Linked DNA regions of Mus musculus: region 2 is linked to region 1. Evidence: chromatin contacts called from public HiChIP or PLAC-seq data. All regions are on one chromosome and are shown on one strand. The core of a region is the stretch at or near the end of the contact, and the rest is flanking DNA. Distances in the headings are between cores, read along the strand shown.

Region 1 (6,803 bases), core at 1,312-3,811:
GCCTCCTTGAGTGCCTTGACTCTAGTCCCTTATTTCACCCCAGTGACAGCCTTGTAGCATATAATGGACACAATGTTATCTCCATTTTACAGAAGAGGAAAACTGAGGCGCACAGTCGAGGATCTTTCCCCTGCTTTGTGTCTGGCTCTCAGGGCAGGAGTGCAGTTGGTGCACAAACCGGCTCTGCATCTTAACCCCTTGGCTCTCAGGTAGAGTGTAAATCACCCGGAGATCCAGGGAGCATTGATCAGCACACTAAAAATAGAGAGTAAAAGCAATATCTAGTAAGGCGTCCATTTCCTTGAGAGTGTGGTTGAGACACGCTGCAAGGAAGAGCAAAACTGGAAGCATCCTTTCCCCAGTCCTAAGAAGAAACCTTGGGCTCTCTCCTTTACTGCTGCATCCTGGAGGGGCTGGGCAAACCTGCTCCCTGTGCTCCCGGTCTGCATCCATCCACTCCGCACCACCCCAAGAAGGAACTTTTAGTTCTGGGCAAACGGTCCCTGGCTCCCATAAACGCAGAAAAATTAAACAGTTTGTGTGAGATGAAATTTGGCTTGAGGAACGTGCCTGCAGCTGCAGTTAACACCAACAGTAAGAGGATCAACTTCAAGTCCGCTGGCAGGGAAGGGGAAAAAAGGGGGCGGGGGGCGAACTCCGGGCTCCCTTTTACTCATTCAAGTTAGCTGATTTGGACGATCAGGCTTCCTGTTTAATCCCCTTGTGTGCGAGTGAATATACCGAGGCCGATGACCCCTAAGAGAGCACGCGGCTGGCAGAGCAACCTGTAAAAAGGTGCGGATCCTGCCCAATCTGGCGTGAAGTATGTCGAAAAAAACAAAACAAACAAACAAACAAAACAAAACAAAAACCAGTAAGCAAGACTGGGGCACCCTAGTGTGCTCGGTGCAAACCGATTCCACACCCTCCAGGCACCGGAAGGTTGGCGGCTGCTTTCCAGAAGTCCTGCATCTCACAGCTAGCTTTGCGCCCCGGAGCTTCCTAGGTGCTGCAGGGACCCACCCTGCCTACCTACCTACCTACCTACCTCTGGCAAGGGACTGGCACTCCCCAAAGGGATAAGCCTTGGGCCTGCTGTTGTCTAGCAGAATAGAGAGAATTTACTCCACGGTGGGGGGCAAAGGGACTAAGGCGACACTTGAAGGGTGGTTTTCCTTGTTCCCAGATGAGAAAGATTGGGAACAGATGAGAACTTGCTGACTCTGGAATAAAGTCATAAAGCAAAGGTCATTTTTATTGTTTTTATATGAAGGAAAGCTCGCCCCCTCCACCACCCCCCACATGCCCAGAGGCAGCAATGAGAGGTTGGTTGGTAGAGGTCTGGGGCTGTACAGCAGGCTCAAGGCAAAGACACAGCGAGCAAAGAGAGAGAGTTCCCAGGAACTGCCACCCCCTCCTTCCCTCTGGGCCTGTCCAGTAAGTTTCCTTCTGAGTTTCTGTCCGTCTCTTCCCTCCCCCCCCCCCATATTTCGCTTTCTAAAACCATAAAAAAGAGATCAAATTCCCTAACTTCACGGGACCCTTTTCAGTGACAAATATTGATGCCCAAAGTGTCTGCGCTCTCCCGCCCCCAAACGTTAAGAAAAGGCGCCCGCGAGAGGGGGACATAAAAAGTTAACAATGCTGTGAAAATATGTTTGCAAAAAATAGACAATCGTTGGATTAAACGTATTCAAGTATGAAATAATGCCTTTTTGTGTCAAAACTTGGGCGATGGGCGGGTACAAAAGTTCCCTGTGGCAGCTACTTGCTCCCTTTGTGAGCTGTGCGCTTTGGCGTCTCCACTTGGGCGCATTACCCAGAGCCCTCTAAGCGCGATTGTTTCTCCCTTTCTAATGACATTTACCGGATCAAAACATGCTGTTAATTCGATCAGAAGGCTTCACCCTCCCTGACAAAGCCACAATAATTTCTCCTGAAGTTTGTTAAATTGACCAAAATTAGGCAAATGAATAGGGGTCTGTAGGCGCCCCCTCATGCAGGTGACGGCGCATAATGCTCGCCTGGGCCAGCTGCATTCTCCCTTTTCTTCTCGGCCCACTCTCCTCTGTGTTGCCCCAATCCTCCCACCCCCCTCACACACACACACACACACACACACACACACACACACACACACACACACACACACCCGCCTGTCTGTCCTCCACCCCACTCTTGGCATTATTAAAATTTAGCCCAATGAAACTATTCATACTTTTCAATGGACATTTTCCTATAGGATAATAGGCTACAAATTGAGCCTCTTCCCCCCGCGAAGAGAGAGCCGGAGGGGGGAGAAAAGAAAGCAGAGGATTTGGTCAGAGACTGGGGCGGGGGGAGGAGAGAGTCGCGTGCCAAAGGCCCGCGGGAGGGGCGAAGCGAGGCGGGAGCCTCGTGTGCCAGCCGCAGCCCCACACCTGCCGGGATGTCCGGACAAATAAAGCGGTGTAAACAAAAAGGGGGGAGACGGACGTGTCACCAAGTCGTGTGAGAAAAGCCTGGGAACAAACGGGGCGCCTCCGTCTCCAGAAGCTCTCCCTTGAACCCGGCGGAACAGCCTATTAAAGGCTTACTTAATTACTTTAATGACTCTGGACAGGCTTTAAAACGCACTCGGCGCTGGGACCGCGGGCTTGCTGGGATTTGTAAACAGGCGATCGTGTGAGACTCAGCGGTGGGACTAAAGGAAGCGACGCTGTTTTGTGAAGGTCCTCGCCCCCCGGTGCCCGCAGCCACTGCGCCCCTGCGCTCTGCGCCGGCTAAGAGTGCAGGCGCTCGCTGGTCCGCCGGCTCCAGTTTCTCGCCCCCTCTTCCTGAGGTGCCTGTTGCCATGCAAATGTTATTCCTGGACGAATCACGTGTCCTTTGAAGAGCCACGTGGATTAACAAAGCTGATCTGCCCCCACCTCGCCCCCCTCGGCTGCTAAAAATTTTTTTGTCAACTTCTTTAAAACTGACCTTGAATGCATACATGCTCCAAACGCAGAACTCCTAATCCTATGGAATAATTCAGCGCGTGAGAATGCACTTGCAGTCCTAGATGGCTGCTTTATAAAGGGAGCCCCCTCGGACCTGGGAGGCTGCAGTCTACCTGGAACACTTGAAGAGGCACACGAGGTGGAACGTGGACGAGTGCCTCGCGCCACCGCCTCTGCCGAGGGCGCGCACGCACACCAGAATGTCTGACAGGCTCAAGGAACGCAAAGTGAGTTCCTTGCGCTCTGGTGGTGGAAGAGTGTGACTCACCAACTAACCTGACATCTGGCTGGATAGATGACTAAGATGTGCCACCCAGAACTTTAAGTGTGGAGAAATCCAGAGTGGTTTGGAAAGGGAACAGAGACTGGAAGGAGAGTCCTTGATTGGAGACAGCTCACTCTGGGAGGCGGGTGGCCACGTCCCAGAGCCTTGGCACTTAGCTTGGCCTTGGCAGGGATGTGTAGGGAAGTTGAACGGCAAGAGAGCCAGCCAGCACGGACACAGAGCTCTGAGTCCGGGGACACAGAGCTCTCTTGGTCTAGTGTGGCGGGGCAGGGGTCTCTTCGGGTTGGCGAATTAGTGACCCTTGTAACACAGAAGCTTTGCCTTGGATGACTCCTTGGGCGAAGCCATCTTAAATGCAAAACTTTCTGTTTACAGAGAACCCCGGTTTCTCATAAAGTGATAGAAAAGAGAAGGAGGGACCGAATTAACCGCTGCTTGAACGAGCTGGGCAAGACAGTCCCTATGGCCCTGGCGAAACAGGTAACGTTTGTGGTGCTGGGTACTCCCCCACTGTCACTCTCTGCAGAGTCCCCAAAGTCTCTACAGACGCTGCTGGCCTAAGAGAACTCGCCCCACTCTGGGCGGCAGTAGCCTCTCTGACGCCAGCATCTTCCTGGCTGCTCCCCTACAGAAGACAGAGAGCATGTGCGTGGGTCTGCTGTGGATGGGCCGCCTCTAAGCTCCTGTGGGGTTTTTGCAGAGTTCCGGGAAACTGGAGAAGGCGGAGATCCTGGAGATGACAGTGCAGTACCTCAGAGCTCTGCATTCCGCGGATTTTCCCCGGGGAAGGGAAAAAGGTGGGCATTGATTCAGGCAAAGGAAACCTGACTGGGGAGAGTATGCCTCGCGGGAACCTAGGGTCTGAGAGTGGAGGACAGTCCGGGAGCAGGAAGCCCCCGAAGCGTCCAGGCGCTTGGTTCCTGAACATGCACCTGCTGGATGCTATGGACCAGCACCTAAAGATGCAGGTCTATTACTCCTCACAGGCGTGGGGTGGCGGGGTCAGGCTCTTGAGACAAGATTACTGCTTTTCCAATGTCTAGACTGCAGAGTAGAGAATGCCAATCTCAAATGAGAATCCAGCCCAAACCCTATTAAGATACCTCGGCACCGTTCTAGGAAGGGGTGTGCCTGTTCTCTTTTGTTTCCTTCTCCCTACCATTTATGTTGTTGTTGTTGTTGTTGTTATTATTATTATTATTATTATTGTTATTATTACTTTGCTACCCCAGCAGAGCTTTTAGCAGAATTTGCCAACTACTTCCACTACGGTTACCACGAGTGCATGAAGAACCTGGTGCACTACCTCACCACCGTGGAGCGGATGGAGACCAAAGACACCAAGTATGCGCGCATCCTCGCCTTCTTGCAATCCAAGGCCCGCCTGGGCGCCGAGCCCACCTTTCCGCCGCTCTCGCTTCCGGAGCCAGATTTCTCCTATCAGCTGCATGCAGCAAGCCCAGAGTTCCCGGGCCACAGCCCAGGTGAAGCCACAATGTTCCCGCAGGGGGCTACCCCAGGGTCATTCCCATGGCCTCCTGGAGCTGCCCGCAGCCCAGCACTGCCTTACTTGTCCAGCGCGACGGTACCTCTCCCCAGCCCGGCACAGCAGCACAGCCCCTTCTTGGCTCCGATGCAGGGCCTGGACCGGCATTATCTCAATCTGATCGGCCATGGCCACCCCAACGGCCTCAACCTGCACACGCCCCAGCACCCTCCGGTGCTCTGACACCCACTCACTGCCTAGATTACTTTGCGATTCGGTGGCGGCTTGAGACGATGTATATGTTGTACGAGTGTAAATAGTGTGCTAACAAGATCTGGATGGGAAAGCGTCAGAAGCGAATTCGCCTTCTGAAGGTCCTCCCCAACCAATAAATATTTTTGTGCTAAAGATCAATAAATATTTTGTGCTAAAGAAATGAAGTTCTTTGCTATCTTTTGCTCACCCACAAACCATCCACTCTAAGTGTCTTACAAGGAATCCTAAGGGGGCTAGGAGCCCAGGTGAGGGCATTCAGTAATTTAGCCAAGGAGAGAGGACCTTTGCGCAGTCCGAGGCAGACAGAATGGAAGCTTAAGCAGATATTAGAGGTGTCTCTTAGGGGGTAGGAGACTAAACTCATGGGGTGCTCAAGACCTTCCTCCTTTTATCCTGGCCCTGTGCGACATGTGCAGAAGTCTGGAACCTGACCTTAAGTTCTTGGAAAATGCAAATCACAAAACAACCCCGAGAATGGCAGGAGCCCTCTTTTACTAGCTGGGACCTGGAGGCCCTTCCTACTCTCATTGGTCTGGCAAAGCGCAAAGCTCAGGCAAGCCTAATGAATAGCTGAGGTCACAGCCTCAATATGTCTCTATTTTAAAATAAATAAATAAAATAAAGGCGCGGAGCAAGAAACATTCTAAGTTGTCTTCGAAGCATAGTTTGTTCTTTTCCTCCCGGTGACAATCACTGGACATCAGAGGGGTCCCGGACTTTCCCTTTTACGCACAAATCAACCCCTCTGTAGGGCTCTAGACGACCCTGGCAGATGCGCGCATATCTGATTGGAAGATATGTGACCCTCTCCCCCAGGGATTCCCCGCTGATTCTGACACTTGATCCAAAAGCTGAGTCCTCTGTTGGGGTTCTCAGGTCCGCGGAGAAAGGCTCAGCCCGGCTCTAAAATGGAATGTTGCTTTTAATCTCCCTCCGTGCAGAGTGTGGTGAGAAAGGTTGTGTCTAGAGAGGGCGTGGCTGGTGTTTTTTCACGCATTTACAGATTTTTCAGGAGACCGCGATTTTTCAAGGGATCAGGGTTTTCCCTTCCGGAGGCCGTGGGCAGACCACACTCCCGTTTTTTGCTAAAATCCAAACAGCAAAATGGACTTCTATGCTCTGTTAATATCAACAGGTAAAATAAAGCATCTAACCAGGTGAAATAGTGGAAACTGATTTTTTTCACCATTAATTTTCCACCTTTAGAATGTTGGTCCTGTTAAAATTGGTGCCCTTTAAACAAGTAATTTGATATTATGTCATATTGTTTTTCCGGTTTCTAAACGTCATTTAATTGAAGAGGGGCAAGGTTTCTCCCTGCTTAGCTGGGGAACAGTAAATTGACTTATTCCCTCTGGAAGACAGGGTTTAAGAGAGCCCTGACCTACTCTATTTACCAAGGTCAAGGAATGGGATGACCTGCAATTTGTAAACCATCAAACTTCTTTACACAAAGGTAAACAAACAAACAAAGCCTTTGATTACATGGCCCATGCCTCGAAACTTGTGACCTAAAAACAACGGGGGGGGGGGAGGGAATCTGTACATTTTAGTAATGATCTTGCCTTACTAAATGTTTAAAGTGATTCATCTATGACATATGAACCATTTTCTTCCTTTTGAGCTGGTAAGAGCTAGAGTGTGCACACTTGTAGGGAAGGAACAGGCCTCCCTGGGCAGCAAATGCACACAGGGCGATATATGGGATAAAAACAAATTATGCAGAAATACAAGAATGGATGGTGCCCATTATTGCAGCACATGTCTTACACCC
Region 2 (6,803 bases), core at 1,200-3,699, about 11 Mb before region 1:
TAATCTGCCCTCTGTTTCAATAGCGAACCCATATCCAAAAGCCCCTCTGCTCTGGCCTGGGTTTCTCCCGCCAGCCAGCAGCAGCTCTGTACATTGAGTTCAGCAGTTTGTCTCCTCCAGGGCCCTTGAAATCTCTGGTTATTCGGAAGTCCATTCCATTATGCATGAATCAAAGGGCTGCAAGCGGCAAAGGAGAAAATCTCCACAAATGGAATTGTTTCTTAGGTTCTTCCTGGTCATGCCCTATCCAGAACTCCATTACTTTACCGGCAGTTGGTAGGAATCCGAGAACACTTTAAGTGGCTCGGCATAACTTCATGTTAGAGTTGATAACAATGACCACAATGTGCATAACTTTTACTCTTCAAGTGCACAAACTCACTCAAATAAACTTAGAAACACTCGCGAATTACTTAGGGGAGAATTTACGCTCTAACATTATTGCCAAAGAGAAACTAAAGCTGTACTTGTACGCTAGAAGTTAAAGGTACTTAATGTTTACCGTTACCTCCCGCGTGCCCTAGCAATGTGAAGGAGCATAACGTTTTCTTAGAGTCAGAGGCAGCCTCGGTTTTGGAATGGGGGATGCGACCAATAGTGGAGTCACTGGAACCGAGAGGTCATTAGGTAACTTATTTTAGAAATATTTAGAAGAAAAGTTGGGTTGGCGGTCAAAGATAGCTTTAATGAACACAGAATGAGGGGACCTGGCCAGTGTGACTGGGAGATTGGTGAGCTCCTACATTTTGGAAGGTCGGTCCTAAATGGAGAGAGGAGCTTGCAACTTCGAAGGAAGACATTCTGCTGCTGACATCCTCCTGTCTTGCTTTTGAGGAAACCATCCCTACTCCACAACCTGGCTCCCTACGCAAAGAATGTGGCACACAATTTCTCAGCCTGAATGGAAAGACCAGAACAGCGGTCCCAAGAACCCCGAGTCCCTCACCAGCCTCGATCCCTTAGTACTGACCAGCTCTTTCTTCCTCTTCTCCTCTTTCACGTCGGTCTTCTTGATCTCCGCCTTGAAGGCCTCCGCCTCTCCGTTCTGGTCGTCCTTGGCCAGCAGATCCATGAGGTAGGCGATGTAGCTGGTGGCCAGGCGCAGTGTCTTGATCTTGGAGAGTTTGGTGTCGGCGGGCACGTTGGGGATGCACTCGCGCAGCTCGGCGAAGGCGCTGTTGATGCTCTGAGTCCTGCGCCGCTCCTTGCGGTTGGCGGTGCCCCGGCGCTTCACCGGGCGCGGCCCCCCCAGGCCGGGAGGCCCGGCGCCGGGCGGCACTCCCCCATAATGGGAGTGGTCCAGGCCCGCGGCACCGCTGGCGTACTCGGGGCTGTAGGACAGGGCCATACTGTAGTCGGGGGGCGACATCTCCGGGTGGCCAATAAGCCAGCCGTGGAAGTAGGGGTTCTCCTCGTGGCTGCAGCGGCTGGCGGCGGCGGCGGCAGCGGCGGCGGCGGCTGCGGCGAATGGGTAGCCCTCATGGTGCACCACGGGGTGGTGGGGAAAGCCCCCCACCAGACTCATCTCGCCTTCCGTGGCCCTCCACGCGCCCCAGCGTGCGCGCAGCCCCGCCGCGCCCTCCGATCGGGCTCCGACCTCGGCGATCGGCGGCCTTCCCCACCCCCCACCCCCCAACCCCCGGGCTCCCGGGCCGGCCCTGCAGCCGCAGAGGGGGCCGCTGCAGCCCGGGGCCCGCGCCTGGCCCGCCGGGCCCGCCTCAGCTGTGCCGCGGCCGCCGGCTCCCCATGGGGCGCGGCGAGCTGGTCCCGGCACGGTGCGCCCTTGCTGGCCGCCGCCGCCCGCCCAGCTCTACAGCCCGCGCGCCGGCTCCCGCGTTCCCCGCTGCAGCGACCAGGCAGAGCGCTCCGGTGCTCATGCAAAAGTGCCGGCCGGCTCCCGCGAGGCAGTCCCGCAGACGCCGGCCACGGGACTCCTGACTCCGAAGATGACCTGGAATCCGGGGCGAGTCCAAGCTGGGGCTGCAGGAGCCGGCCCGGCTGTGCCGGGAGGCGGCGGGGTCGCAGCTTAGCGTGGAGCTACCTCGGTGCGACCCTCCCCCTTCCTGCCCCTTCCCCTCCCCCACCAGCTCGATCTGGGTTCTTGGGCGCTTATTGTTTTAATAAAAATTATTTGGTTGTTGTTTTGGTCCTTGAGTGTGATTTGTTTTTAAAGCTGTAAGGAACGTGTCCGTCCTCGCTCCTCAGGCTCTCTCGGAGGCTTTGCAGAGAGGTCTCAGCGCATCCATTTTCTAAGATCCTCTCCTCTCCGGACAAGAATCTTGGGCCCTTGAAGGCACCTCGGAGCTGGGAAGCGGCGAATGGACTCTCGGAGGGGTGTGCTCAGACAGTGGCCGCGGAAGCTCCTGGGTGGCAGCGGCGGCGGTTCTCTTGGGCTGGACGCGGTGAGGGGAGCAAGCCGATTTTCCCAGCAAGATCTCCATGTACAGCTACATCTTTAGGGCCGCTCGGGTTAATATATGTCGTCAGAGGCTCCTCACGCCAATCCCGGGGCGGCGGGGGCGGCGCCTCGCGCTCTCCGCAATAAAACTTTTTGATGTTCACGTTGCTAATTGCCGAGGTCCTCTTCTAGGATTGGTTGTCCACTCATAACCATAAGATAATTAAAACGGGGGGGGGCAGGGTAAAAAAAAAACCCTTTTATCAGCCATAGGTTAATGCAAGTGTTTAACAGATGCTTCGCTATTAAAATATTTCCCCCCAATACTGAAGAATCTTAAACCAGGTACAGTATTATTTCGCTTTCTTTTCTGATTACAGGGGTGGGGTGAATAGAGAAAGGAACGCAGATTATGCCTTTTCAAGTGTTTTGTAGGTAACCGAGGCAGAAAACTGAGCCGACAGTCTCCTATAGTTTTGTGCTGGGCTGGGGAGGGGATTTGGGGTGGGTGGTGGTGGCGACAAGAGTCTGGAGGTGGCGGTATGGAATCCCATTAAGGTGCGATTGGGAGTGAGCCGAGTCTCTTTGACCAGGCTAGAGCGCCAGCGCTCCTCTGACCCGGCACACTTTGGCAAAGTTGCAGTGGCCTGTTTGCTTAGGCACTGAAGTGGATGACCCAAGTTAGGATGACAACTTGCAGAGAACGCGGATGAGACCTTCAGTTTGTGCCCACACTCATTTGCAGCAACCCTAACAGAGATTGCGAAGATTTTCAAAGTGGGGCACCTCGATTTCTCGAATCTGTGGTGTGGCGAATATCCGTGTTCCTCCTGCTTAACTAGCCTGTTTGGTAAGTAACTGAATAGTTTTTACAGCGTGTTCGGAGCTTATTTTCTAGTTTTTATGAACAAACATATAAATATATCTCTGCATTCCTGCCTCCCTCATAAAAGCGGGCATCTGTGGAAAGCAGGTTTAGTTATCGGAGGGGAGCCATTAAACGGACGTTTAAGAGACAGGCAGGGAGGAAGGCTCGTGGATGTTTAGACTGCTTGCCTTGGCGATCTTGAACGCATTAGAACGGAAAATGGATCTCCACTTGTAAGTTAGCGGGCCTCGGGGCACCTAGGAGATTCCCCAGCAGCGCGGGATAGGGGCGGTCAGTGGAAGGAGGCAAAACCACCCTCCGGCTGGCCTGTATGAGGATCTCTTCTTTTCACTCACACGAAGAAGGTCCCTGTGTAATAGGGTGTCAACAGAAGCCCTTAGGCTGTAAATTTGATCACACCGATAGCTGGCCTTGGACCTGAGGAGGCAAGCAGAGGGGACACAAGTGACTCCCACCGTTGGCATCGCTTTTTGGAGGCAGAAGCACTCTGGTCCCAGACATTAAAGAGAACCCCAAGTTAAGAATCCTGCATGGACAGTCCTTCCCATGTCCCTAGAGTCTGTCTGGCTGTTATTCTGTCTGGAAGGCCACATCAGAAGGAATCGGAGAGCCCATCTTCTTGCTCCCAGGGTACCCGAGCTGAGACCTAACTGCCCTGTGGTAATCTCACGGAGGAAAAAAAAAGACTTTAGAGCTGGGTGGTGGGAGAGGGGGAGAACTTAAAGGTTGTGGCCTTTCTTCTGTTTGCAAGGGGTCAGTTTTCCAGGCCAGCCCCCAGCAGAGGGTCAACTAAGACAGAGCAAATTCAGGATGGGGAGTAGCTGGACCTAGTCTTGCTGGTTAGCTCAGAGGCTTGAGTTTGATGGCAGAACAAAGTGACCTACATAGGGCTCTGCTTTCCAGCTTCGGTGGGTCTGCAGCTTGGGGTACAAGGAGAGTGGTTTTAAAGAAGTAGAGGTAATGTGGTGGAGAATTCTGTTTACATTTTCAGCAGGAGGGGTACCCTGAATCAGTAAATATTGGTAGTTAAAGCCTCTGACATTTGATACATTAAAAAAAAACTTGTTTATAAAAACATTTAGGCCTCGGGAACAGGTAGACTGGGTAAGATGATTATGTCCTGTCCAATCACAGATAAAAAACTTAGGAAAGGTGTTTTTTGGCTGCCTCAGGAAATAGACTTTCAGGGCGTTGGGAGATAGAAGAAGAATCCACAGAAAGATAGGGCTGGGGATAGAGAAGCTATCTGTTCACTTGCAGCCTCAGGATTTAGGGATCAGAAGGTGCTACTTTTAGCCTCCCCCCAACCCGCTTCCTGCTTTTAAAATTGAAACCACCACCACCACCACCACCACCAACAACAACAAAAAGTAGGGGTATGGATTCGTAGCTCCAGATAGCATCCTCACAAGTGATAAAAGAAATGGACAACATGGGACAGAAAAGGGGCTGTAAAAAATGCTAATCTGACCATCACTCCTCACTGACAGCACCATTATCAGTTAATTACTACAATCCAGGGGTCTAAAGCTTCATGGATCTTAGGAACTCAAACCCAGAGACTAGAGTGGTAGGATAGCGTTCTGTAGGTGGCTGGAGAGAGGGGACCAGTGGGTAAATTTTGGTGGTATCTACCATGAGTAGTTGGCTGGCTCTGAGTTATACTTACTGCAATTGTTCATTTTTTTTCTTTTTAGCATCTTTTGACACATTTTACTTCCGTAATTTCGGACTGCCAGGTAAACTTGCTGCTTTGGCAAACTCTGAATCTAAGATGCTATTTTAAATTAGTCCCTAGTTTAGAAAGTCTGTCCCACCCCAGGGGGTGATTATGAGGGAACTAACAGGGTGATGTGACAGGGAAGTTGGCATTTGGTGATCAGGAAGAAGGTGGAAGAATGTGGTTGTATAGTTTCTAACTTAGATGTCAGCCTGCTCCCTCACTCTTGGGCTGTACAAGCAGGCCCTCTGGTGAGCTGCTCTTTAAGATACACATTTAGAATTCTCAAGCACCATAGATCTGTGATGACGCTGGTTGTGGGCCATTCTGGGTGCCTAGGGAGGAATACCATAGAGGATTATCTCTCCCCCGGGAGGCTAAGGGCCGAGTGGCCCTGGGTCTGCACATCATCACAGGAAGGCAGCCCAGGTTTAGGGGAGTGTTGGAGATTCTGTGTCCATAATCCTCTTTGAGGCTGATGGTGTATCTACAGCTCTGTACATCACAAGCTCAGCTGAAGGGGCAAGGCTAGTTTCAAACATTTACTTTGTGTCCATGTTATTTGTCTCTTTTCTCTTACTACCACTTTCTCAAAAGACTCAAAGGGCAAGAAAAAGGCTGGGGAACCCGTTGCAAACATTTTTTGCCCTATGTGAGATATGACTTTTAAGCTCTGTTTTAAACTAAATATTTTTTTAAACTTCAGTCTCTTTTTAAGGGGAAATACAGATCTTTTCCAAATATTTATTATTTCAAAGGCAAGGGCAATTTTGTATCTCGTGTTTTGCTCATGAGTACTCCAAATAAACTGGATCTGAAAAGAACCAGGCCAGAAGGCCATAAACACACATTTTATATTTACAGGAATTATGACTCAATTCCCTTCATCATCTTTCAAGTCCCCCTATTACCTTCCTTCCTGAACTGAGGTAGTAAACTGATTGGGAAGACTCCTCAAAATACCTGTAACAAAGTGAACTCCAGAACATGCTAAGAACCCCAAAGGAATTCCAAACCCAGAAGGTGACAGGAAAATGAATCTGTTACTGAAGATGTAAACCTCAGCCTCACCTGCTCCAAAGACACTGTTTCTGCCACACTCAGGATCCCCTGCAGGCCTTTTCCCTCCTGGGAAGGCACTATGTCACTTTTCATGTTAGCCACTTAGTCCCACCATGTTTTAGGACATCCAGAACAAGGCCTATGGGCTGAGTGGCAGCCAAAGCTTCCCTCTGAGAGAGCCCTTTTTTTCCTTTTTCTTTTTGGGTATTTGTGTACAGACATGACAAAATTGTTTCAAAGTAGACAGCTGTAAAGTAGGGAATCTGGTCGATTGAACTTTTATGTCCCATTCAAAAAATGAAGGGCAGGAGAAGGTGCCCTTGACTCTTATGTGGCTTTCTTTTCTTCTGAGGAATTTCTTCTTGGATTTGGGGGAAGGGTGGGGCATTTGGGGAGTAAACCCCCCTGCCACAGGTTCTCCATTCAAAACAGATCTGTGCAGACAGAGGAGGCGGGGGGGGGGGGCTGGTTCAAAGGCAGGGATGGCTGTGGAGAGGATGATAAAAAAAAATGAACCCTTCAGTCCAGTTGTGCCTAGGAAATAGCAAAGTCAAGGTTTCCTATGTCCCTGTACATTTTTTTCCTATTTTTCTGCTCCCTCTTTTGCTTTCCCCAATTTTACTCCCCAGAAGTGTTGTGGTTTATATTTTATTTAACCCTGTCACTGAACCTGAGACTTATGGAAGAATGAAGCACTAGTTTGTCCTTAGATTCTTTATGGAAAATCCTACTAT

What was found. HiChIP or PLAC-seq counts read pairs in DNA pulled down with a chosen protein or histone mark.
Region 2: an H3K27ac HiChIP or PLAC-seq map of embryonic stem cells shows a contact between it and region 1, with 21 times the contacts expected there. The contact joins the promoter of Hand2 here to the promoter of Helt in region 1. A contact is called at or near these places in 2 of 484 Hi-C or Micro-C datasets (both in embryonic stem cells) and 1 of 115 datasets of contacts at active chromatin or transcription factors (embryonic stem cells).

What each region holds. Positions count from the first base shown.
Region 1 is chr8:46,290,429-46,297,231 of GRCm38.p6, reverse strand. Helt (helt bHLH transcription factor) reads left to right here and starts at 2,561. Exons shown (of 4, transcript NM_173789.4): 1 at 2,561-3,208; 2 at 3,643-3,747; 3 at 3,968-4,064; 4 at 4,503-5,185. The coding sequence starts at 3,182. The coding sequence ends at 4,996.
Region 2 is chr8:57,316,629-57,323,431 of GRCm38.p6, reverse strand. It overlaps Hand2 (heart and neural crest derivatives expressed 2), which reads right to left and starts at 2,449. Exons shown (of 2, transcript NM_010402.4): 1 at 971-2,449. The coding sequence starts at 1,525. It overlaps Hand2os1 (Hand2, opposite strand 1), which reads left to right and starts at 2,573. Exons shown (of 6, transcript NR_154048.1): 1 at 2,573-2,743; 2 at 3,144-3,248.